Linked DNA regions of Mus musculus: regions 1, 2, 4, 5, 6 and 7 are each linked to region 3. A link is a contact called in public HiChIP or PLAC-seq, Micro-C and promoter capture Hi-C data. All regions are on one chromosome and are shown on one strand. Each heading gives the region's core, a stretch centred on a gene start, on an enhancer-like site or on the middle of the called end of the contact. The rest is flanking DNA. Distances are from core to core; before and after follow the strand shown. Region 1 overlaps Gm36819 (a long non-coding RNA gene). Region 2 holds the start of Rnf139 (ring finger protein 139). Region 3 holds the start of Sqle (squalene epoxidase). Region 4 overlaps Tatdn1 (TatD DNase domain containing 1). Region 5 holds the start of Tmem65 (transmembrane protein 65). Region 6 holds the start of Trmt12 (tRNA methyltranferase 12). Region 7 has its middle 14 kb from the start of Trib1.

Region 1 (2,700 bases), core at 155-2,654, 510 kb before region 3:
CTGTTTACTCTCCCCCTCGTCTCCCAAAGCCAGAGAGCAACGGTTGCCTTTCTGAATGAATAATGCAGCGGCTGCATTACGATCACCCTGCCCTTTGCTAGGCCTTTTGTGGGCTTTGACCTTACATATGCATATAGAGCTGCCATCTTTCCATATCCAGCTTCTGTGGCATGACCATGCTCTGTAAATGCATGGCTTTTACCGTGCAGTTTACTCTTCATATACTGAGCACCTCTGGGCACATGGCTGCCTGCTCAGTGTTCAACAGATGAGAGGTCCTGGAGGCTTGGCTGGCCTTCAGGCCAGAGATCCTGCTGCTAAGAAGGATGCACAGAGCCATCCAGGGTAAAGAAGACTCAAACGCTAGAAAATTAAGGCAAAAGACCATTGTACACCATTCCTCACATTCACATCCCAAGTGTTCTTTGGTTGTGATCACTTGATCTCTGTAGAGAGCTGAGTACCACCATCAGCAGATGGGGAAACTGAGTCTGTGAAGGAGACTTACCCAGGATGGCAGAGCCAGACAGAAGGACAGGGTCCTCTACTCCAATGAGCCAGTCTCAAGAGAGTGGGTCCTAGACAACAAGTAGTTTCAATGGTGTGAAAATGAGAACCACAGTATATTTTTAAAAATCATAAAGAGCTGGCTTCTGTCATGTGACTCACCAGCCCCAGGCCTGCGTGAGGCTGGGGTTGTATTTGTCCCAACACAAAGCTTTTAAGGAATGAATTGCCATGATCCTTGCATTGCGTTTGAAGAAACGCAAGCTCTCTTGGGGAATGGCTAGGTTGCAGGTCACAAGTTACTACACAGAGCCATGGTAGCGCAAGGAATAAGCCCCAAGCCTTCCCTGGGGAGTGGAAACTGCAGAGAGCATGACACATGACTTTTTTTTTTTCAAGGATGCTAACAAAGAGTTCAAACAGAGAAGGCATGTGATACAGAGGTCGGGGGCAGAAGACAGGGTATCCATGGAGAAGCTTGGGAAACGGATCTGCTCTGTCAGGACACTGAGACCATGTGTGAAACACAGCCTTCAAGAGCCTCTTCCCAAGGAGACTGCAGCGCTCTAAAAATGCTCCTGGGGAAGGAAAGCACACCAAATTTCTAATCTGTGGGGGGAGGGAGGGACTCTGAGGAAAAGGAAATGTCCCACCCACTCTTCCATGCACCCCCAACCCCAAGGAATCTGGGCCACCAGAGCAAGACCCTCTGGGTTCTTATTAATGAGCCTGTCGAAGATTCTGCCCAGCGTCCACAGACCGTGGAAATAATTCATAGCGACAGAGCGTGTTTATGTGGGATGACTGCCAACCTCTGGTTTCTTCAGCCTCAGTGCTCCCTCTCGCTCCACTGACCAACCAAGGCCTGTTAGGAGTCTGCCCTCAGCGACAGAAGCCAGAGAACACCCAGATGCTCCCCTCCAGAACCACCTGTCCCCAGCAAGGTCAAAGAAGCCACTCTCTTGGGCTCTGTATGGTCATCGCCCTGGTAACCTAAGAGGTTATTTCTCCCTCCCTAACCCAGTGAAATTCTGAGGGGGCTTTCTGGCTCCTGGTACATTTCTCAGAAATGCACTGGAGAGGCTTGGCATGACCTCAGGGAGAAGGCTAACCAGAACACAGATGCAAAGAGCAGAGCTTGCCTCTTGCCTCAGCCTGCAGAGGCCAAGGCTCAGCCCCAGACTTCCTCACGTCCTCACCCAGAGCCATTACGGGACCTCAGTTCTGGTGTTCTCACAAAGGGGTCCCGAAGAAGACCCACTGAACAGTGTACCATCGCCACCTCTACCACAAAAGCCAAACTCACCCATCAAATGCAAGAAATGGTCAACTGCATCACAGATATGGCAGAGGGGAGCCACCCTCTCTGATTTAAAGTTTCTCGTGAGTCTTGTGATGCCACAAGGGGACACAGCGTGGCATCCATCTCTGCAGGTTGTAAGCTTGTATTTAAACAGGGTTTGTGAGGGTTTTAAAGTCAAGTGTGTCCGCATCAGCCAAGGAAAAGTTCAGGGCATTTGCTCAAACATAGGCAGCAGAGGGATGGCTGAACTGAGAGTGAGGCTTGCTCTGTGACTAATGAGAACTAGGAAAGCTTCTCACGATTCCCTGTGCTGGGAGGTTCACTCATCTCTTGAAAGTGTGAGTTAACCAGCTAAGCATGCTTGTTATACACTCCATGCCAGCTTAGAGAGAAGACCCATCAATATACATATCCACGCAGTTATGAGCATCCAAGGACACACATTGAAAAGTACAAGTGCCGTCAACTATTTCTCATGGTAGTTTTGTTCCATAGAACTGCCATGGATATTTTAGTTATTAAACCATTGCTCCGAGGGGAAACAGAGGGTTAGGCTTTTCATAGCTTCTGCTCGTATCATTTCATCAACCGTCCAAACGCATCCTTATTTTATGTGTTTTTGTGAGCAGCATCTTACTTAATAGACTGGATGCGTTCACGCTGATTTCACAGGCAACAGCGCTGTCTCAGGCTGTATGAAATTTATCTCACATTCACTGAAAAAGTGAGTTGAAAAAGTGTTTTTACAGTATGAACTAAAATGAGAAGCCTTGCTCTACATCCCCAGGAGCATAGATGTGTGCTAGCCCAAATTTCACACCACTGCTGAAGTTCATGAATAGCTGAGGATGTTCTTCAAGAACCTACCTGGGGACCATATACAAACAGTA
Region 2 (2,700 bases), core at 40-2,539, 430 kb after region 3:
ACGATCCACCTTTGAGGAGTGACCGACGGATTAGGTAAAACCTGTGAGAATGCTTTCTAGCAGACAAATGTAGAAGAGTTACTGCCAAGAACAAAACTGCTTCTTTATTGACGCTCCTTTTCTGGGAGAATAAGGCAGCAGAGGCGCTCGCACTTCTCAAGGTCTTGGTCAGGACCTCACTACCAGGTACCCGCACCCCCAACCTTTCAATAGCAAGAACCCACCTAAAAACTCATCGTAATGATCTCATCAACAAAACCTGCCAAGCTGTAATTATCTGGAAAAGATCTCTTTATGTGTTTCTCACTTCTGGTATGTAGCACAGAGAGAAATAGAAAGTGAAATATAAAATACTTTTAGCACTCAATCCATATGAAATGAAGACTGATCTTTCTAGTCTCCCACAGATGTCTCATCACCCTGGGATGGTAAGCTTTCATAGTCACATCCAACACCTTATTATTTACTCATAGAAAGAGTTTAGGGGTTCGTTGTAAGTATAACCTTCCTCGCGGTGACTTTTGGAAATGGTTTCAAGGACTGACATTCATGGCTTGAGTGGCCATTTACCTCAAGTACTTCACGATCCGGTGGACTCCAAGACACAGAAGTGACAACGTATTCTGCACTGTGAAATGGGTAGACAGGGGGCTCAAGCTCTGGCTCAAGTCCAAGGTCACACACGGCGAGACCCGGAGAGCTGTTTTTCCAGGGCTGTCGCATAGGACGCTGGAAGCCAGCAGTCATTCCCCAAGAGAAACAGCAGACAGACAGCCGCATGCTCACACAGCCGTGCTTTCTCCTCGCCCATCCAGGTGCCAACCGAGCAGGGCACAGACCCGCCAGCACCACTCAGCTGTCAACGCTGGCACGAGTACCACGGGTCCCCGCACCCCCGCCAAAAGGCCCTCTGGGGAACCAGACCGTGGTTCCCCAAGCCGCGTGCCACCAGTGCCCTGCCGTTCCCGTCGGCCTGGGAGAGGGCACGCCTCGGCCAGCGGGCTAGCCCTACGCCGTCCTTACCAAGGAGCCGGAGAAAGATCTGAAGCCCGATGCAGAACCGGCTTTGGCTGGAATCGTAGTAGGAGTTGAAGATGGCGTCGATGATGTAGAGGCAGGGCACCCGGAGCGCCACTTCGAGCGCCGCCCAGACCTGCTGCTGGGCCATCCGCACCTGCTGCTGCGGGGGCCCCACCGCCGCCATGAGCCGCTGCCACACCGGGGCTGGGCGGGCCGGGCCAGGCAGGGCGGCGCGGGGGAGGCCCGGGGCCGCGGCCGGGGCGGGCGCCGACGAAAGTGGCTCCGCCCCCGGCCGCCTCCTGTCCTGTGTCCCGGCCCGGCCCGCCCCGCCGCCCGCTCGCGTCCCTCGGTGGAGCAGGGGGCGGCGGCAGCGGCTGCCGGGAGGCCTCGGGGCGTCGGTGTTTCCGGCCGGCTAGGGTCTGGCTCCTCCTCCCTCCAGCGCCTCCCCCGCCAGCGGAGCCACCATCTTGACCCCGCCTGCCTCGGCCGTTGCTGCCGTTGCGAGGCCCCCGAGGCGGCGCCCGCGGTCACTCGAGAACGCGGAGCCGGCGCCGCGGCCCTGCGTCACAATCCGGCGCGCCGCGCAGCGTCAGCACGCGGGGCCCGGCGAGCCTCGAGCGTTGCCATGGTCCCCGCCCGCTTCGGCTCGCCTAGCCTCGCCTCGCCTCGCCGCGGGGTGGCGCTCGCGTCGCCGGCCCGCCGCGTCCCAGCGCCCGAGCGCCTGTGAGTGGCTGCCCCTCGGTGTTGGCGTGCCCCGAGCGTGGGATGCTGGGCTACTGCGCACCGACAGTGTTAAATGTCTAGTAGAGCCCAGTGAGTGTCCCTTGAACTCGCCTCGTCCTGCTTGGGAGATGAAAAGCTGGAGGACGCCGCCCTGCCTACCTGCCTCTCCCCACCCAGAGGCCAGGCCTGAGGAATGGCAGGGGAAATAACCTGCGAGGCTGCACAGGGCGATCCCAGCCAGACTTGGCACTGGCCTTGAGTTGTTAGGTGTTGCCAAGAAAAACACACTCGCATCTGTTTACACATCTCCCTCCCTGTCCCCGTGGACGGTCATGCACATTTTATTAATGGCTTCGGAGCCTGACTTACGAGCAAGAACCCAGAACTCTCTGAGGTCTTTGATTTATCCTTGTCCTGGATAAATCCTTAATCAGAGTTGAGCGCATTCTTTCGCCGCTCTTTCTTGCCTATCAGTGGAATTGGTATGACCTGGCTGTTGTTTCTCTGTTCCTTCTCCAGCAAAGGAAGAGAGTAAGGTCAGAGGCTGAACTGTAGACTTAGCTGTTTTGGTTTAAGGAACACAAAATCGCAAACCAGGAAGCCTGGTTGACTTGGGCTCCTAGCTCAAAGCGCACAAGCCAGTTTACAGCAGGACTCTAGAAGTTGGACCTCCCTTCCCACTCCACCCCACACCCGCACAGGGAGGAGGTCTGTAAATAAAATTATCAGACTTTAACAGAACCCTTTTGGGGGAAGGTGTTTGGAGCAGGAAGATGGCACCTCCACCCAGTTTTGTGGTTTGGGCTTTGTTTGCTCACTTTCCCCTCTTCCATCTGTATACGAGGCACTGTAGGCCCCGGTTTTCTTTTACCAAAGCCTCTATATCAGCTATTACGATAGGCATTTGCTCTACCTGTTTTATCAAGGTTGAGACTGGTTTAGATAAAACGAATTGCA
Region 3 (2,700 bases), core at 167-2,666:
ACTTTCCACTGTCTGCCATCACATTTATAAGTAGCCTTACCTGCCACACAAATTCTCCCTTGTCAGGAACAAAAATCATCCTTACCCAGGGATTTTAAATTAAAAGCCACAGTGAGTCTGTCTCCCAAATGAAATTCTAACATTTCCTACCAAAATCAACACCCAATCCCTGAGGTTCACACAACAAATGCTTTTCATCTTCCCTAAGAGCACAGCCACAACACAGTCCAGAACTTTAAGAAACGCAATCAAATGAGAACACTGACGCTTCTAAGCCACCACTTTCGTGACTTTTAAAGAAACCATAAACTTCAGTGACCTCGATCTGAAGTTTAAAATACGATCCCATTCATTTGCCCACTGTGGCATCAGGCATACCTTCTTGGACTCCAGCTGTTCTTTCTTTTCTGATTCAGGTGACTTGGCCCAGAAGAAGCCAATAAGAGGCAAAGCAGAGAGAATATCCGAGAAGGCAGCGAACTGGGCGCCGCTCTGATGGCGGCCAAGGAGGCCCCCGTGTCGATGGCGACAGCGGTAGGAGAGCACCAGGCCCAGCGACAGGAACACCAGCACGCACAGCAGGAGCTCCTTGTTGGCCAGGGTGACATCCCCGCATTTCTTATAAAAATAGGTGAAGGTAGCAATGCCAAGAAAAGTCCACATGGCTCAAAAGGCTTCTTTGGTGGCACCAGCCAAGGCTGAGGATTTTGTGTTTTGGGGGTCTCTTGGGGGGGTCTTTTTTCCTCGGAAGGTCTTCAGTGATTAAAATGTCCCCAAAATGTAGTTCTCAAAGGGGTTCGGGGCAACCGGTCGAACTTCTTCCAATAAATAGTTTCAGGATCACGAGTCAGATGTGATCAATTTTTGAAATCATTGAGAGTGCAAATGTATCTTAAGTTGTCCAGATCTTAAAAGGCAGCATTTAAAGCCTGCCTACCCCAACGGCTCCTGATTACACACTTCTTCATTCAGCCAACTGATGGACACGGGCCTCTCTATTGGGCTGAGGGGTGCGAATGTGGCTGTATACTTCGATGTCCGCTCGCCTGGCTGTAAACGGTCTTTTGTCACCAGCAGCAGGTGCTCGGTAGGAAGGAGTCGGGAGCGTAGAAGGATCTGGGTGCTGGGAAAGCTGCCCTTAGCAACACTGCCCCGGCAGCCTTCTCCAACAAAAGATGGCCACGGCGTCCCGAAGCGCGGCGGCAGCCTGGCAGCTCAGCCCTCCCTTGGAGATTCCTCCTCAAGCAAGCCCCGAAGTCACGGCCGGGAACCTGTCCGACCGACACTTGCCTTCCTCGAGAGTGAATGGCTGTCTCGGATGAGCGTCCTTCAGAGCGAGGCGAAGGCTCCTGCCCGCCGGGTCCCCAGCATCCCTCGCGGACAGTAACCAGAGTAACCGCTGCGCGCCCCGCTCGCAACCCGGCCCCACGCGCTTCAGCCGCCCGGCGGGCTCGGCCCAGCCCAGGGACCGGGAGGCGGGGCTCCGGCCCGGCACCGCCCCTTGAGCGGACCCCGCCTCCCACGCCGTCCGAACCAATGAGAGCGCGCACCGCGCGGTAGGCTGAGATGGCGCTATAGAGCGTTTGTCCAATGGCGGGCGGCGCACTCCGCGCGGCGCCAGTCGCAGAGGCGCTAGGGCGATGTTGCGTGGTGCGGGGCGGGTGCGTGGGGTGGGCGCGGGGCCGGTGGGTGAATGGGGCGGTGCCCGCTCGGCCTGGCCGCCGCGGGGTCCTCAGGCCCCACCTGCGGAGGGTGGAGCTCGCTCTGGAGGAACTCTTGGTGGCTCCTGGTGGCTCAAACGCAAGAGAGCTACAGGAGTCATCCGGGCGGACTGGATGATCACGGGCTAGAAAGGCGAGGAGGACGTGACACGCCGGCGAACCTGCCATAATTAGTGGACGAGGACTAAAGAAAATGAGAGAAGTCAGTAGGTGGAGATGGATCACGCCTTTAATCCCAGAACTCGGGATGCAAGAGGATCTCTGTGAGTTTGAGGCCAGCTTGATCTGCATAGCGTGTTCCAGACCAGTCAGAGATACACAGTGAAATCCTTCTCGGGTTAAAGAAAGAATGAGAAAGGAAAAAAAAAAAAAATGTCCTAATCAACAGCAATCCCAAAACTGTTTAATAAGATCATTTTATGTTTTAAGCACTATGCCAGAGCGTTGCAAACATTCATTCAACCCTTACAGCAGTCTTGCAAGAATGGCATTACCTTTCTGTTACAGAAGTAACCGAGCAGTTTATCTGCCGTCGTTCATGAGACTAACAACATCATTTTATACTATCCACAGCTACTGTCATGTAACCGAATTTCAGACTCGACAGTACCATTTAATTATCAAGCTTTCGTTGAGTTCTTAGTTATCTATGGTTTAGGTCTCACCCTAAACACTTCTCAGATATCTTTATTAGTTTCTGCGATTTTTTTTTAAGTCATTCAAACAGGTACAGTTGTTTAACCCGTTTATCCTTTAATAATGAAAGAAGTAAGTCTCACAGAACTGTATCCTACCAACCCTTTGCAGCAGGCACAGCCAACTCTATCTAGCTCCACATTTCTTCCTTCCTTTCGATTTGTTTACTTATGTATTTTGTCTACATGTATGGCTGCACTTTAGAAGAAGGCACTGGATCCCATGGGACTACAGTAACAGTTGTAAGCAGCCATTCGAGCACTAGGACTTGAACTGTGGACCT
Region 4 (2,852 bases), core at 223-2,722, 400 kb after region 3:
CACAGATATTATGAGAAGAAATAGAGACCGGTATGTGGGTGGAGTGGTAAGTGTACGATAATTGTTTAAATATGGGCTATACAAAAATGTCTTTGCTATTAGGTCAGCTTCAGGTAATTCAGATAGCAAAAGTAAAGTTATCAAGTTTCTCAGTTGAAGGGCGTGTAAATTGCTCTAAGATTTATGGGCATGATGGTGTACAAACAAGTAATACTTTTAGTTACATTTATTTTGCTTAAAGTACAAGAATGAGTACTGAATTCTACTTAGGAGAAACAAATGTGAATCGTCTTTTCCCACTGTGCAGTAAGCCTGAGAGCTGGCCTTTGCTGTTCTCTAATCAAATCGATTTTCACGATGTCTTAGACTATTCCATTGTTTCTTTCAGGTTTTCTTTTCTTTTCTTTCTTTCTTTCTTTCTTTCTTTCTTTCTTTCTTTCCTTTCTTTCTCCCTTTCTTTCTTTCTTTCTTTCTTTCTCTTTCTCTCTCTCTTTTCTTTCCTTTTTTTTGTTTTATTTGTTTTTTTGAGACAGAGTTTCTCTCTCTGTGCAGCCCGTTTGTTTGTTTGTTTGTTTGTTTTGAGTCAGGGTTTCTCTGTATAGCCCTGGCTGTCCTGGGAACTCACTCTGTAGACCAGGCTGGCTTCAAACTCAGAAATCCGCCTACCTCTGCCTCCCAATTGCTGGGATTAAAGGTGTGTGCCACCACTGCCAGACCAAGTTTCCTTTCCTAATTTGCTAGCTGGTAGTCGTTCTCTTCCCTCTAATGATGGCTCATCTTCCGTGATATATTTTCCTCTTAAATGTTTCTTGTGTGGTCCTTTTAGTCCTTCCTCCTGAGACATTTCCAATATATATTCTCTACTCTCACTGCACTGTGACAGCCATGGTAGTGACTTCTAGTCAGTTGGATCATGAACTTGAGTAGATAATCTGTGTTTTAAAAATGCTCACGTACACAAAATTTCATATACAATTTCAGGAGAGGTTCAGTGACCATCCTTTGGGAGTAAAGATTGTTATTTAGGTCACAGTTCCATGTATCAGTGGAAGAACGTTAATCTAACCCTAAATTTTTGCTGTAATACATTTCTTTGCTTGGATACTTTATGACATATATTCCTTTTTGGAATGTTGTGGAATACATGTGTGTTTTTAATATGTTTAGTGTGTGTGTGTACATGTACACATATGTGCCATGGTATTCGTGTGGAGGTCAGAATAACTGCAGAGTTGGTCACGGGACTGACCAGGCTTAGCATCTTCACCCAGTCAATCATCTCGCTGACTGTTGCCGTCTGTTTTTTACGCTTAGCTCTGCTTGGTGCTACATCCCACTAGTGATAGGGCTGTGCTCTGTACTGCTGTCATGTTCATGCTACTGTGCACATCTCCTCTGGAGTTTACTGACTGTAATTTTCCCTTTAGCAGCTATACTTAGGAATTGAGAAAGGCTTTAATTAATGACCTGGGCATTACTGACAGCATGGGTTTTAGCTAACGTCCTGGGCATTACTGACGGCATGGGTTGTCATTCTGGACTCCACTGCTCACTCCTCTTTATTTCTAAGTAAGTCTTTACTTGGATGAGTCTATCATTTCAAAAAGTTAATACCAGGAACAGCAAAAGCAACCAAAATATTTGGCTTTAATAAGTTGCTAAATAAAGTACTATATATAGTTCTCTGAATTAGTTTATAAGAGATCACACTTTAAATTACCTTCATATTAGTGAAGGGATTTTTCATTGTTGTTGTTCACTGGAAATGTTAAGGGCTTAGCACCTTTACCTAGTGGGTCACCCTGCCAGTTGCTGACCCATGTGTATTTTCCAAGGAATTCTTCTGCTTGGTGTTACAAATCTTGCTAGCAGCTGTATAACATAGTTATCCATGGACAGTGATGTGAATTCATTGCTAAATAAGCCCTACTGTTAGTTACTGGTTTTGATTACACACATTACCTAGAGCAGGAGAAAATACGGTCTCAGTCCTTTCTGCCTGTTTAACTGATGTGAATGGTGTGACAATTGCTTTTTTTAAAATTTCTTTTACTTTTATTGTTTCTTGTATATAAGTTCTCCCCACCATCTCTGTCTCCCTGTCTCTGCCCTCCCCACCCCCCCCTTTCACACACTAAGGCCAGAAGCAGGCGTCCAATTGCCTGGAGGTGCTCAGTGTGGGTGCTGGGAACTGAACTCCTCTGCAAAAGCAGCAAGCACTCTTAACTGCTGAGTCATCCCTCAAGGCCGCAGCTGGCAGTTTAAAAGCAATGTTCTCACCACTCTAGCTGATTAATCATTTCTAAAAGAAAAGGTGTCCTCTAAAAGAGAAGTGCAGTGGGATTTTCAGAACTCTGCAGGGAAGGTGATGTAGAGATACACCTAGCTGCAGAGCAGATAACTTCTTGCTTTGTGTCACCAGAAATAATGACAGATTGTGATTTTCAAGTCTGGCTTGAAAGAAAAACATTGTAGGTGCTACTACATTAAAGACCTGTGAAACAACACACACATACACACATGTACATATACATGTATGTATGTATATATATATATATATATATATATATGTATATATGTGTGTGTGTGTGTATATATATATATATATATAAATCTGGTTTTGCTTAGAAAGCAGACCAGTGCTATTATAATAAAACTGTATATATATATCCCAGCAGACCGATGCTAGTATAATAAAATTGTATGTATATATCCCAGCAGACCGATGCTATTATAATAAAATTGTATATATATATCCCAGCAGACCGATGCTAGTATAATAAAACTGTATGTATATATCCCAGCAGACCGATGCTAGTATAATAAAACTGTATGTATATATCTGTCTTAGT
Region 5 (2,700 bases), core at 7-2,506, 490 kb after region 3:
GGAAATAGTTGTTACACTGTTCCATTAACGGAATAATGAGAAAGTCTGCAGATACATCTTTTTTTTCCAAGTACTTTTGGTCTGAGGTTCATTGCATTTGCAAGTTCAAAACCACAGCTGTGGGACTGGCTGTGCTGTCTTACGTGCTTATAGCACATTCACTTCATGCAAGGTTCTGAGCTGCAGCAGTGGTTACGATAAGGAGGGGATTTGGATCTTGATTACACTTGAGTAGATTTATCGTCTAAGCAGATTTATTTTTCTAAGATAGGGTGCCTAAGTGTCCTCAGATAGGTTCAGATAAAGCAGTGATCTTCCTTACAAAGAAGGGAACGTTTCATGAAGGAGGTGACATTTGACCCTGGCCTTGCAAATATCTAGGATCTGGGCAAGAGGGATGAGTCTCTCCTCCGCGTGGCACCAAAAGAGGGACATAAATCCCCAGAGACCATTCGATAAAGGTTTATGACATTCTCGCCCTGGCTCCAGAGTTGACAATCTCCAAGTAAACAGCTGTCGGGTCAGGGAAGAGTATTCTCCTCCCCAAATCTTAAGTCTCAGCCTCACACCCTCCTCTTTTTGGGACGGGTTGAGCCGGCCCTGCCGCCTTCCCCAGGGTGCTGCCAGAGAGGGCGTTTCAGCGCCGCACTGTCTGGCCTCGGTGGGCACTCTCTGGCTTGGCGAAGGGTGCGGCTCTTTGTGCTTCATGTCCCGCAGGCCTGGGCTGGGTGCGGTGACCCCACGAGGCTCTTATCCATCCGGCTGCTCCTCCAGGGCCGTCCGAACTCCAGATTTAGGACGGTGCTTCGGAGAGCAGTGCGGGAGCTGCACCACCCCGCCGGGCATCCAGCCCTGAACTCTATTTTGCTGCTCTCTGCCGTGCATTTAACACAGGCGGATGCCGTCTGACGGGGTAAGCACCCCTTCCTTTCCTTGCCACGCAAAGGAGTGGGTGGAGACTCCAGGATGAGCTCCCTCCCAAGCGGCTATGCGCCTGCGTGGCCCCGCCCAGTCCCCGCCCAGTCCCTGCCGCCCCGCCCTCCTATCCCGGGCTCCGCCGCTAGGGGTGGCGGCTGCGGCTCGGGCCTGATTGTCACGGCGCGGTTGCTTTGAGGGCGCAGCAGCCCTACCGAGTGAGGCCGGCGTGAGGCCAGAGGGTGGGAAAGCGGTCGGCGGCGGAGGGCGGCGCCGGAGGAGGGCGGCGCGCGGTGACTCATCCCTCTGGAAGATCAGACACGCTCGCCGAGCTCGCCCGCGCCGCCGCTCCTCATCCGGGAGGCGCCCGCCCGCCCGCACCGCCCGCCCGCTCCGAGCTCCCGGCCCGGCCGCGGCGCAGAAAGTTTTCCCGGGCTCACGGCCTGCGGGAAGCGGAGCGGGCACGGCTGGGAGGCGGTCGCCGCGCGGGCCCGCCGAGTGCATGGTGTCGGGCGCCCGGGCCGCGCGTCAGGAGGACCCGGGGCGGGGCCGGGCTGAGCCCAGCTCCTGAGCCTCTGTCCAGCTGCGCCCCGAAGCCGTCTTCCCTTGGGACCGCTGCGGGGGTCGCGCTCCAGCGCCATGTCCCGGCTGCTGCCGCTGCTGGGGAGCCGGACGGCGCGCAGCCTGAGGCCCGGCCCTGCCGCCGCGCCCCGCCTGCCGTCCTGGTGCTGCTGCGGCCGGGGACTGCTGGCGCTCGGGGTTCCCGGCGGTCCCCGGCTTCTGGGCACACACCCCAAGAAGGAGCCCATGGAGGCGCTGAACACGGCGCAGGGCGCGCGCGACTTCATCTACAGCCTGCACTCCACGGAGAGGAGCTGCTTGCTCAAAGAGCTGCACCGCTTCGAGTCCATTGCCATCGCACAAGGTAAGCGGGTGGGGCCGCCTGGGAAGACCTACTTCTCAGACCCCTGTCGCCTCCCCACACTCTGCCCCGCTCCTGGCACGGCCGAAAGGGGAAACTTTCCACCTTCCGAGTGTCCCCAAGACAGGACACGAGCGGATCGTGCCAGGTAGTTAGGGCCGAGCTTGGCTGGTGCCTCCCTGGCCGTGGAATTTCGGAGCTTCATCCTGAAATGTCAGCTGCCTCTCAGGGTTGTGTTTTGGTTTGTCCTGTGCCTCCTCTCTCCAGCCCTCCATTCCCTAAGCCTTTGGTGTCTTCCTGAGACCGTGTACCCATGCAGGTGGCATGCCCTGCCTGGTCTAAGAAAGTGCCAGGAACTGGGCAGGCAGCCGGAAACTTTCTTGAAGGTGTGTGGATGTCCCCTCCCAAGATGCTCTTGGTTTGTTATATTGCTTCTCACATTTGGTTGTGAAATGGCCCAAGGAAAGATTGTATCGAGCCAGCAACTGAGTGTGTACTGGAAGTCTGGAGATTCAAATTGAACTCCAGAGTTTGTTTCCTTGGAGTTTGAAAGAATGAAGTGAGTTTTTGGGTGGTTGGGGCTAAGAAATCTGTGACTTGAAAATGAAAAGCACACTTCTACTTAAAAATAATTGGGAAAGGATGAAAGGAAAGCTATTTTTAAACAGACACGTTAAGATAGGATATTTTTAAAACAAGTGCGGAATGTGGTAGGTCAGAATTTGAGTGTATGTGAAAAGGCATTGAAAAGATGCAAAGACTACAATGGATTCAGTCTTTAAAGTTTTTTTTTTCTTGCTATGTAAATTCTGTTGTATACACAAAAACACAGCTACTCTTTATGTGACATTTGGATGTGTTAG
Region 6 (2,724 bases), core at 116-2,615, 440 kb after region 3:
TGAGGGGCGTAAGATTTCACTGGGTGGACATGCAAGATTCGTGTCCTCCATGGTTTCCCATGCACTTGATGAAGAAGAGAGGCGATCTGAGTTTCTGCAGATTCTGCCCATCTCCACCACTCTGGTTTGTTGGCCGATGATATTTCCCCCCTGAAATTCTCAGTAGTTCCATTTCCCTGTGTATCAGTGGTGATTTTCTGGGGACGAGGCCAGTGCTCTTTTTCCACGTTATTGCTTCCAGGTGGCTGTGGAGTCTTTCCTGAGAAAGACTCCACATTTTGGTGGATATGCAGAATACCCCCAACGTCCTTCCGAAGCACTTGGCAGGCAACGGGCCAGCCTTCTTTAGAACTGGGAATGAGCCCGAGGTTCACCCTATCTGCAATGTCTGAGAGCTTCAGTTTCCTGTTGTCCCCAAAATGTATTTGGCACCGGTCTGCCACTCCATTGATCTCCAAGTTGTTTCTTAAAGCAACTACAGCATGAGGATTCCATTCACAGGCATGTACGAAGGCAGCGCCAGCATGAACTAGGAAGGGCAATGTAAAATAACCAATCCCTGCGTAGAGATCCACCAGCACCTCTCCAGCACAGGACAGAGACGCCACTCGAAGTTTCTCGGTGATGTTTCCAAAGGAGAACATGCACTGTGTCACATCAAACTTATACCGGATGCCATTATCCATATGCTCTACCCAGCCATGGTCACCCAGCAGCAGAGTCACTGACGGAGTTCGAGTCCCATCAGGTAGCACCCGCCCTCGTTTTGCCAAACGTTGAACTCCCAGGGCCGAGGCAACAGTCTCCCAGAGTTCTGGCTCCAGACCTTTCCACAGCGTGGCTTGGAAGCAGTCTTCACTAAGCAGCATTAGGTCACCATGCCGTTGCCAAGACCGGGGCAAATCTGCCTCCAACTCAGCGGACCACGTCACTCCGCGGTCCTCCACCCAACGCCTCACCTCCAGACACAGTATCTGAGCAGGTGAACGAACCCGGGCCTTTTTGGAAGGAAGAGGATCCGGGAGCCGCGTCAGCACACAAGTGCTGCCTGGGGCCACGCGATCCCTCAGCTCCTGCAGATGCTGCTCAGAAAGGCTTTCCGCCAGCACCGGCAGAGCCACCGCGCCATCCCGCAGCTTCGCCACCCGGTGCAGCCTGTCCAAGAGTTTCTGCTCCTCCAGGTAGTCTCGGTATCTCTGCGTGAACCGGGGCTCAGTCACAACTGCGACAACTACAGACTCCTCACACTCTCTCTCCATGTCGCTAGTGTTTGTACCCCGTCGCCGTCCATCAGCGAGATTCTCCGGCTGCTCTCTCCCTGCAAATCTTCCACTACAACCGGAAGAGCTAAACTCGCTCCGCTACGGCGCATCGGAAGTGACGTCAATAAACAAAGCCAGATCTCGAAGTATTACTGCGATCAGGGAATGGAATTTCGGGTGCAGTGGGTTGCTTTCTGGAACCGCGGCAGCCATTTTTGTTATGGTTAGTCTGTACTTAGGAAACTTAGTAATTCTATGAACTAAAACTCATGAAATGAGTCGATATCCTCCGGAAACGTTATACACTCTCTTTAGCGATGCTCGTAATTTTTTTAAAAAGTGAATTTGCAGTGGATTGAATTTACAGAAAGGATTCCAAAACTCTAGTGTTGCTTATAAATTAGCACCAGCCACCTTATTGTTGGAAATGAAATGTTATAAAGCTTCCTTATTCCCTTTTCTTGCAAAGATTTTCATCACGGCTGCCTTGTTATCCAAGGAGGGAAACATGTCAACTCTCAAAAATGGGAATCTTTGTCTAGAAAATGTTGATTACCCGAACCACCTTGAGAGAATTGCTATTCTAATGAGAGATGGCCCAGAGGGTAAGGGAGTTATTTGCCACCAAGCCTGACAACCAGGATTCCCAGACCCCACATGGTAGAAAGAGAGAACGAAACCCAGGTCTTTTGCAAAATCATCAAAATCTCATAATTGCTGAATCTCTTGTCTTTTGTAAAACACATTTATCTTTTAGGGGGCAGCGTACTCACGCCATAGTGCAGGTGTCAAGGTCAGAAGACAACTTGCAGTGTCTCTCCTCTTTTTCCACCATGTGAGCTCTGAGGAAGAAACGAAACTCAGGTTGTCTGACTTGGTTGCAAGCTCCTTTACTTGTGCAGCCGTCTTGCCAGGCCATTCTCATCCTTTAGCGTATTGACTTATAGGTCTGTAAATGTAAACAGTGAAATGAATATTCATGAGCTATAGCCGTAGTACATTTACGTGGGCCCTATAAGAAAAATCAAATGTGAGACTTTTCTATCAAATGCTGGAAAACTTCTGTTTAGGACAGAAGTTGAAATCTTTTTTATCTCTCCCCAATTGTCAGACTTTTATGCAAATGTTTTAATTTTCCACCTACCCAGTAATCCCTTTGTTTACACAAAGGTCCATTGCTGTATTCCAGGAATTTGATATCCTGTAGCAGTGACTTCTTTCTTCTTCTAACCCTGACCCCTTTCAGCTTTCAATATTTCCTGTGTGCCAGTTCCCTTAATTAAGGCTGTGAGGCTGGACTCCAGACTGGGGAACAGACCCAGTTACCACCTGAGTTAGAATACAAGCCAAATGCACTTCCTGTGTTTGTGTGTTCTCTCTTCTAAGCACACCCTCTTGATCAAGAGGTGAAGTTTGCCTTGCCCAGACAATTAGGTTGGAATAGTAGTCTCTTCCTTTTCAA
Region 7 (2,823 bases), core at 317-2,816, 350 kb before region 3:
ATTGAACCACACGTTTTTAACCATTTGGAAAATACTTTATGAATTCGTATTACCCATCTCAAGGATAAGGAGGCTAAACTTGAGGTGGGTGGTGGCACACCCCACATTGTGAGCCTCTGTGAGTCCAGGCCTCTCTGCCTCAGTAGAACCTGAGGTTATGATGAGTCTGAACCCCACTTTCCTGGTCTGCTTGTGAGTCAGACACAAGCTGAGAGCTGGGGACCCCAGTCTCCATCTTCTGCCAGAGGCGGGGTGTGTTCTGAGACCAGGAAGGTGCTAATGACTACATGTGGTTAGACAAGCCTGAGATACTACATGGCTGACCTGTGGGTCATGGCGACCAATGGGCTCTGCTCCCCACCACAGCCATCCTTTCAAGCTAATGAAGAGCACCAGCACTTCAGATCTGGCAAAGCTTCGAGCTCAGAAAGAAAGAAAGAGGGAGTGTGACAGTGGCCTTCCTCATCACCACACACCCATATTATAGTGAGGAAAAGGCGGTCCAGAGAAGTATTGCAACCTGTTAAAGTCCACAAAACAAATAAGCATGTATCTGGGGTTCAAGTCCAAGTCTGCTTGTCTTCTAGCCTTGCTTGGGATTGTCTGGATTTTGAGCCTGCCATTCAGAGACTTGGACTGCAAAAATCCATCCTATAGCCTCCCAGGCATTGCCCTGCCAGAGAGGCAGTCAAACTTGTGGCACAGATACTTTGCATGACTTCTCCAAGTCCTGGGGTAGCTAGAGACAGATCCAGGAAACTCACACTCTTTCCCTAACCCAAAAGACCAAATACATTCTTCATTTCCAGTGTCAGGGTGTCAAGTACCCCACCCATGCCACAGCCACTCAGAGAGGTCTGATGGTTTGAGCCAGGAGGATGCTGAGAATTCAAGACCAGACAGAACTATATAAGGAATGCTAACAGATACAGTGGTCTGAGCTACACTGTCAGACTATGAGAGAAAGAGGGGGTGGGAATGAGGGGAGAGAGAAAGAAGGATAGGGAGAGGGAAAAGAAGAAAAAGGAGGAGAGAGGGGGAAAAAGAGAGGAAGGCAGAGGGGAGGAGGAGGGAGGGAAGGAAGAAGGGGAAAGGAAGGAAGAAAGGAGGGAGAGAAAAGGAGAAAGGAGGGGGAGGAAGAAGGAGGGAAGGGAGGAAGGGAGGGAGGGAGAGAGGGAGGGAGGGAGAGGGGGAAGAGAGGGAGGGAGGAAAGAGGAGAAAATGCACGCATGCATACACACACACACACACACACACAAATTGAGCTTTGGCTGGCTTCTCTAGTTATATGTCTCCCTTCTTCAGTCCTAAAACTGGGAGTGTGCTCTGTGATGCCATCACTTCCTAGAAACACAGCAAGCCCTCAAGCCAGAGTCACGATGAGAAAGACCTCTGAGCCCTCATACCCAGGCCAGACTCCTTCCTCTTGGTGCTAAGGCAAGTCTGCTCTTGGGTCACACCAACCTTGGCCAGCAAGCTAATGAAGCAAGAATGAGTGTGCACAGGGGGCTGGCCACCAAGCCCAGGACTGGGCCAGGGCAGGAGCTCCGTGACTAGAAAAGGACACGAGGAGTCATTGCTGTAGTCACCAATCCAATCCAAAGGTCAGACCAAAGTACTGGAGCAGAAAGGCTCTGACTGACAAAGCAAAAGGAGGTGCCACCTCATCTGTCTCTAGATCCATTCTACAAGGTCAACCCAATGGCAACCCACCAACTAGCCCCCTCAAGAGAGCCCAGAAGCGGCTTGTACTCGGCTATGACTTCTGGGCCTCAGGTCTTGGTATCCCCTGGCTGAAAACCAGAAAAGTGTAAACTAAACCTTTTTTTAAATTTTTATATTTTTTTATTTTTTATTTTCCTTCTAGACAGGATCTCACTGTATACCTCTGGTGTCCTGGAACTCAGTATGAAAAACATCAACAAAATCAGCTGCTCAAAAAAAAAAAAGATGAAAAGATGTAGTCTTGCTGGTCTAGCAAGTTAGAACCAAGCAGAAAAGGGCAGAGTTCTCAAACCTGAAAGCCTGACCTGACATCTCACCATGTGAGACTCTAGCTGAGTGGTTCTCCGCCTTCCTAATGCTGCCACCCTTTACTGCAGAGCCTAGCGTTGCTGTGAACCCATACCATAAAATCATTTTTATTGCTGCTTCATAACTGCAACGGTGTTACTGTTATGATTCATAATGTAAATCTCTGTGTTTTCCCATGGTCTTAGACAACCCCTGTGAGTCATCGACCCTCCCCCAGGGGGTCACGACCCACAGGTTGAGAACCTCTGCTCTAGCCTCTTTTCAGTCTTGGGTCTCAGCACCACATTTCCTCCATCTGGCTCCTTGAGGAGACAAACTGATACAATCTATAAGCAGCTACAAATACACAGGCAAGCAAGGATTGATTGTTTCTTCTGATGCTCCTGTTTTCTCCTCCTTCTCCTCCACCTTCTCTTCCATCACCACCTCCTCCTCTTTATTTTATTTCTCTTTTTCATGTGTTCAAAGGGTGTTCATGCATGTAAGCAAGCAAGTACATATATCCATGCACAATCATGCAGAGGAAGATGCTCTTGGCCTTATTGTCTTGAGACAGGGTCTCTTACTAAACGCAAAGCTTACCATTTTGGCTATACTGGCTTGCCATAGAGCGCCCAGGATCTGCTTGTCTCCACCCCCAGTGCTGGGGTTAGGGAAAGCACACTATGCTCGTTTGTTTGTTTGTTTGTTTGTTTGTTTGTTTGGGCTGTGGAGTCAAACCCTGCTTGTATACCAAGCACTCTAACCCACTGAGCCATCTTCCTAGTGCTTTGTATTATTTATTTGTGC

What was found. Promoter capture Hi-C pulls out the DNA fragments that hold promoters and counts their contacts. A called contact is a pair of places that touch in the nucleus more often than the background predicts. HiChIP or PLAC-seq counts read pairs in DNA pulled down with a chosen protein or histone mark.
Region 1: a promoter capture Hi-C map of pre-B cells shows a contact between it and region 3, with 2.9 times the contacts expected there. The contact joins the enhancer-like site here to the promoter of Sqle in region 3. A contact is called at or near these places in 6 of 39 promoter capture datasets (the C10 cell line, hematopoietic stem and progenitor cells, hippocampal neurons and 3 more), 1 of 484 Hi-C or Micro-C datasets (the N1E-115 cell line) and 8 of 115 datasets of contacts at active chromatin or transcription factors (the NIH/3T3 cell line, acute myeloid leukemia, bone marrow-derived macrophages and 5 more).
Region 2: a contact with region 3 is called in an H3K4me3 HiChIP or PLAC-seq map of the SCID.adh cell line, with 41 read pairs. The contact joins the promoter of Rnf139 here to the promoter of Sqle in region 3. A contact is called at or near these places in 22 of 39 promoter capture datasets (the 3T3-L1 cell line, the C10 cell line, the HPC-7 cell line and 12 more), 1 of 15 datasets of contacts at CTCF or cohesin (pro-B cells), 16 of 484 Hi-C or Micro-C datasets (the G1E-ER4 cell line, the HL-1 cell line, Th1 cells and 6 more), 36 of 115 datasets of contacts at active chromatin or transcription factors (the 230-238 cell line, the SCID.adh cell line, T-cell acute lymphoblastic leukemia and 23 more) and 4 of 9 other capture datasets (adipose tissue, embryonic stem cells, liver and 1 more).
Region 4: a contact with region 3 is called in an H3K4me3 HiChIP or PLAC-seq map of the SCID.adh cell line, with 15 read pairs. The contact joins the enhancer-like site here to the promoter of Sqle in region 3. A contact is called at or near these places in 11 of 39 promoter capture datasets (the C10 cell line, the HPC-7 cell line, cranial neural crest and 8 more), 1 of 15 datasets of contacts at CTCF or cohesin (large pre-B cells), 2 of 484 Hi-C or Micro-C datasets (bone marrow-derived macrophages and embryonic stem cells), 27 of 115 datasets of contacts at active chromatin or transcription factors (the 230-238 cell line, the SCID.adh cell line, bone marrow-derived macrophages and 19 more) and 4 of 9 other capture datasets (adipose tissue, embryonic stem cells, liver and 1 more).
Region 5: a Micro-C map of embryonic stem cells shows a contact between it and region 3, with 6 times the contacts expected there. The contact joins the promoter of Tmem65 here to the promoter of Sqle in region 3. A contact is called at or near these places in 4 of 39 promoter capture datasets (embryonic stem cells, liver, neutrophils and 1 more), 5 of 484 Hi-C or Micro-C datasets (B cells, embryonic stem cells, epidermal suprabasal cells and 2 more), 3 of 115 datasets of contacts at active chromatin or transcription factors (the SCID.adh cell line, large pre-B cells and memory CD8 T cells) and 2 of 9 other capture datasets (adipose tissue and liver).
Region 6: a contact with region 3 is called in an H3K4me3 HiChIP or PLAC-seq map of the SCID.adh cell line, with 21 read pairs. The contact joins the promoter of Trmt12 here to the promoter of Sqle in region 3. A contact is called at or near these places in 5 of 39 promoter capture datasets (the C10 cell line, the HPC-7 cell line, cranial neural crest and 2 more), 4 of 484 Hi-C or Micro-C datasets (B cells, the HL-1 cell line, bone marrow-derived macrophages and 1 more), 15 of 115 datasets of contacts at active chromatin or transcription factors (the 230-238 cell line, the SCID.adh cell line, T-cell acute lymphoblastic leukemia and 9 more) and 2 of 9 other capture datasets (embryonic stem cells and liver).
Region 7: a contact with region 3 is called in a FOXA1 HiChIP or PLAC-seq map of pancreatic cancer cells. The contact joins the enhancer-like site here to the promoter of Sqle in region 3. A contact is called at or near these places in 2 of 39 promoter capture datasets (embryonic stem cells and liver), 1 of 15 datasets of contacts at CTCF or cohesin (the NIH/3T3 cell line), 2 of 484 Hi-C or Micro-C datasets (CD8 T cells and the N1E-115 cell line) and 4 of 115 datasets of contacts at active chromatin or transcription factors (embryonic stem cells, intestinal villus epithelium, pancreatic cancer cells and 1 more).

The regions. Positions count from the first base shown.
Region 1 is chr15:59,825,000-59,827,699 of GRCm38.p6, reverse strand. It overlaps Gm36819 (a long non-coding RNA gene), which reads right to left. Exons shown (of 3, transcript XR_384128.2): 2 at 509-578. Among named protein-coding and RNA genes, the nearest start is that of Gm36819, 2.9 kb to the right of the region's middle. Within about 2 kb of position 1,404, at least 42 of the 459 cell types and tissues checked have an H3K27ac peak or open chromatin away from gene starts, as enhancers often do. A contact at or near this core is called in the N1E-115 cell line, pre-B cells and pro-B cells, where this site is marked.
Region 2 is chr15:58,887,818-58,890,517 of GRCm38.p6, reverse strand. Rnf139 (ring finger protein 139) reads right to left here and starts at 1,289. Exons shown (of 2, transcript NM_175226.4): 1 at 1,024-1,289. The coding sequence starts at 1,204. It also overlaps a transcript of Tatdn1 not described here.
Region 3 is chr15:59,313,808-59,316,507 of GRCm38.p6, reverse strand. It overlaps Sqle (squalene epoxidase), which reads right to left and starts at 1,416. Exons shown (of 11, transcript NM_009270.3): 1 at 379-1,416. The coding sequence starts at 663.
Region 4 is chr15:58,913,346-58,916,197 of GRCm38.p6, reverse strand. Tatdn1 (TatD DNase domain containing 1) reads left to right here. Exons shown (of 12, transcript NM_001368428.1): 8 at 6-46. Among named protein-coding and RNA genes, the nearest start is that of Gm36559, 19 kb to the left of the region's middle. Within about 2 kb of position 1,472, at least 50 of the 459 cell types and tissues checked have an H3K27ac peak or open chromatin away from gene starts, as enhancers often do. A contact at or near this core is called in the SCID.adh cell line, differentiating embryonic stem cells, kidney and 3 more, where this site is marked.
Region 5 is chr15:58,821,983-58,824,682 of GRCm38.p6, reverse strand. Tmem65 (transmembrane protein 65) reads left to right here and starts at 1,256. Exons shown (of 7, transcript NM_175212.4): 1 at 1,256-1,840. The coding sequence starts at 1,555.
Region 6 is chr15:58,871,290-58,874,013 of GRCm38.p6, reverse strand. Trmt12 (tRNA methyltranferase 12) reads right to left here and starts at 1,365. Exons shown (of 1, transcript NM_026642.2): 1 at 1-1,365. The coding sequence starts at 1,259.
Region 7 is chr15:59,661,419-59,664,241 of GRCm38.p6, reverse strand. No RefSeq gene overlaps it. Among named protein-coding and RNA genes, the nearest start is that of Trib1, 14 kb to the right of the region's middle. Within about 2 kb of position 1,566, at least 31 of the 459 cell types and tissues checked have an H3K27ac peak or open chromatin away from gene starts, as enhancers often do. A contact at or near this core is called in the NIH/3T3 cell line, intestinal villus epithelium, liver and 1 more, where this site is marked.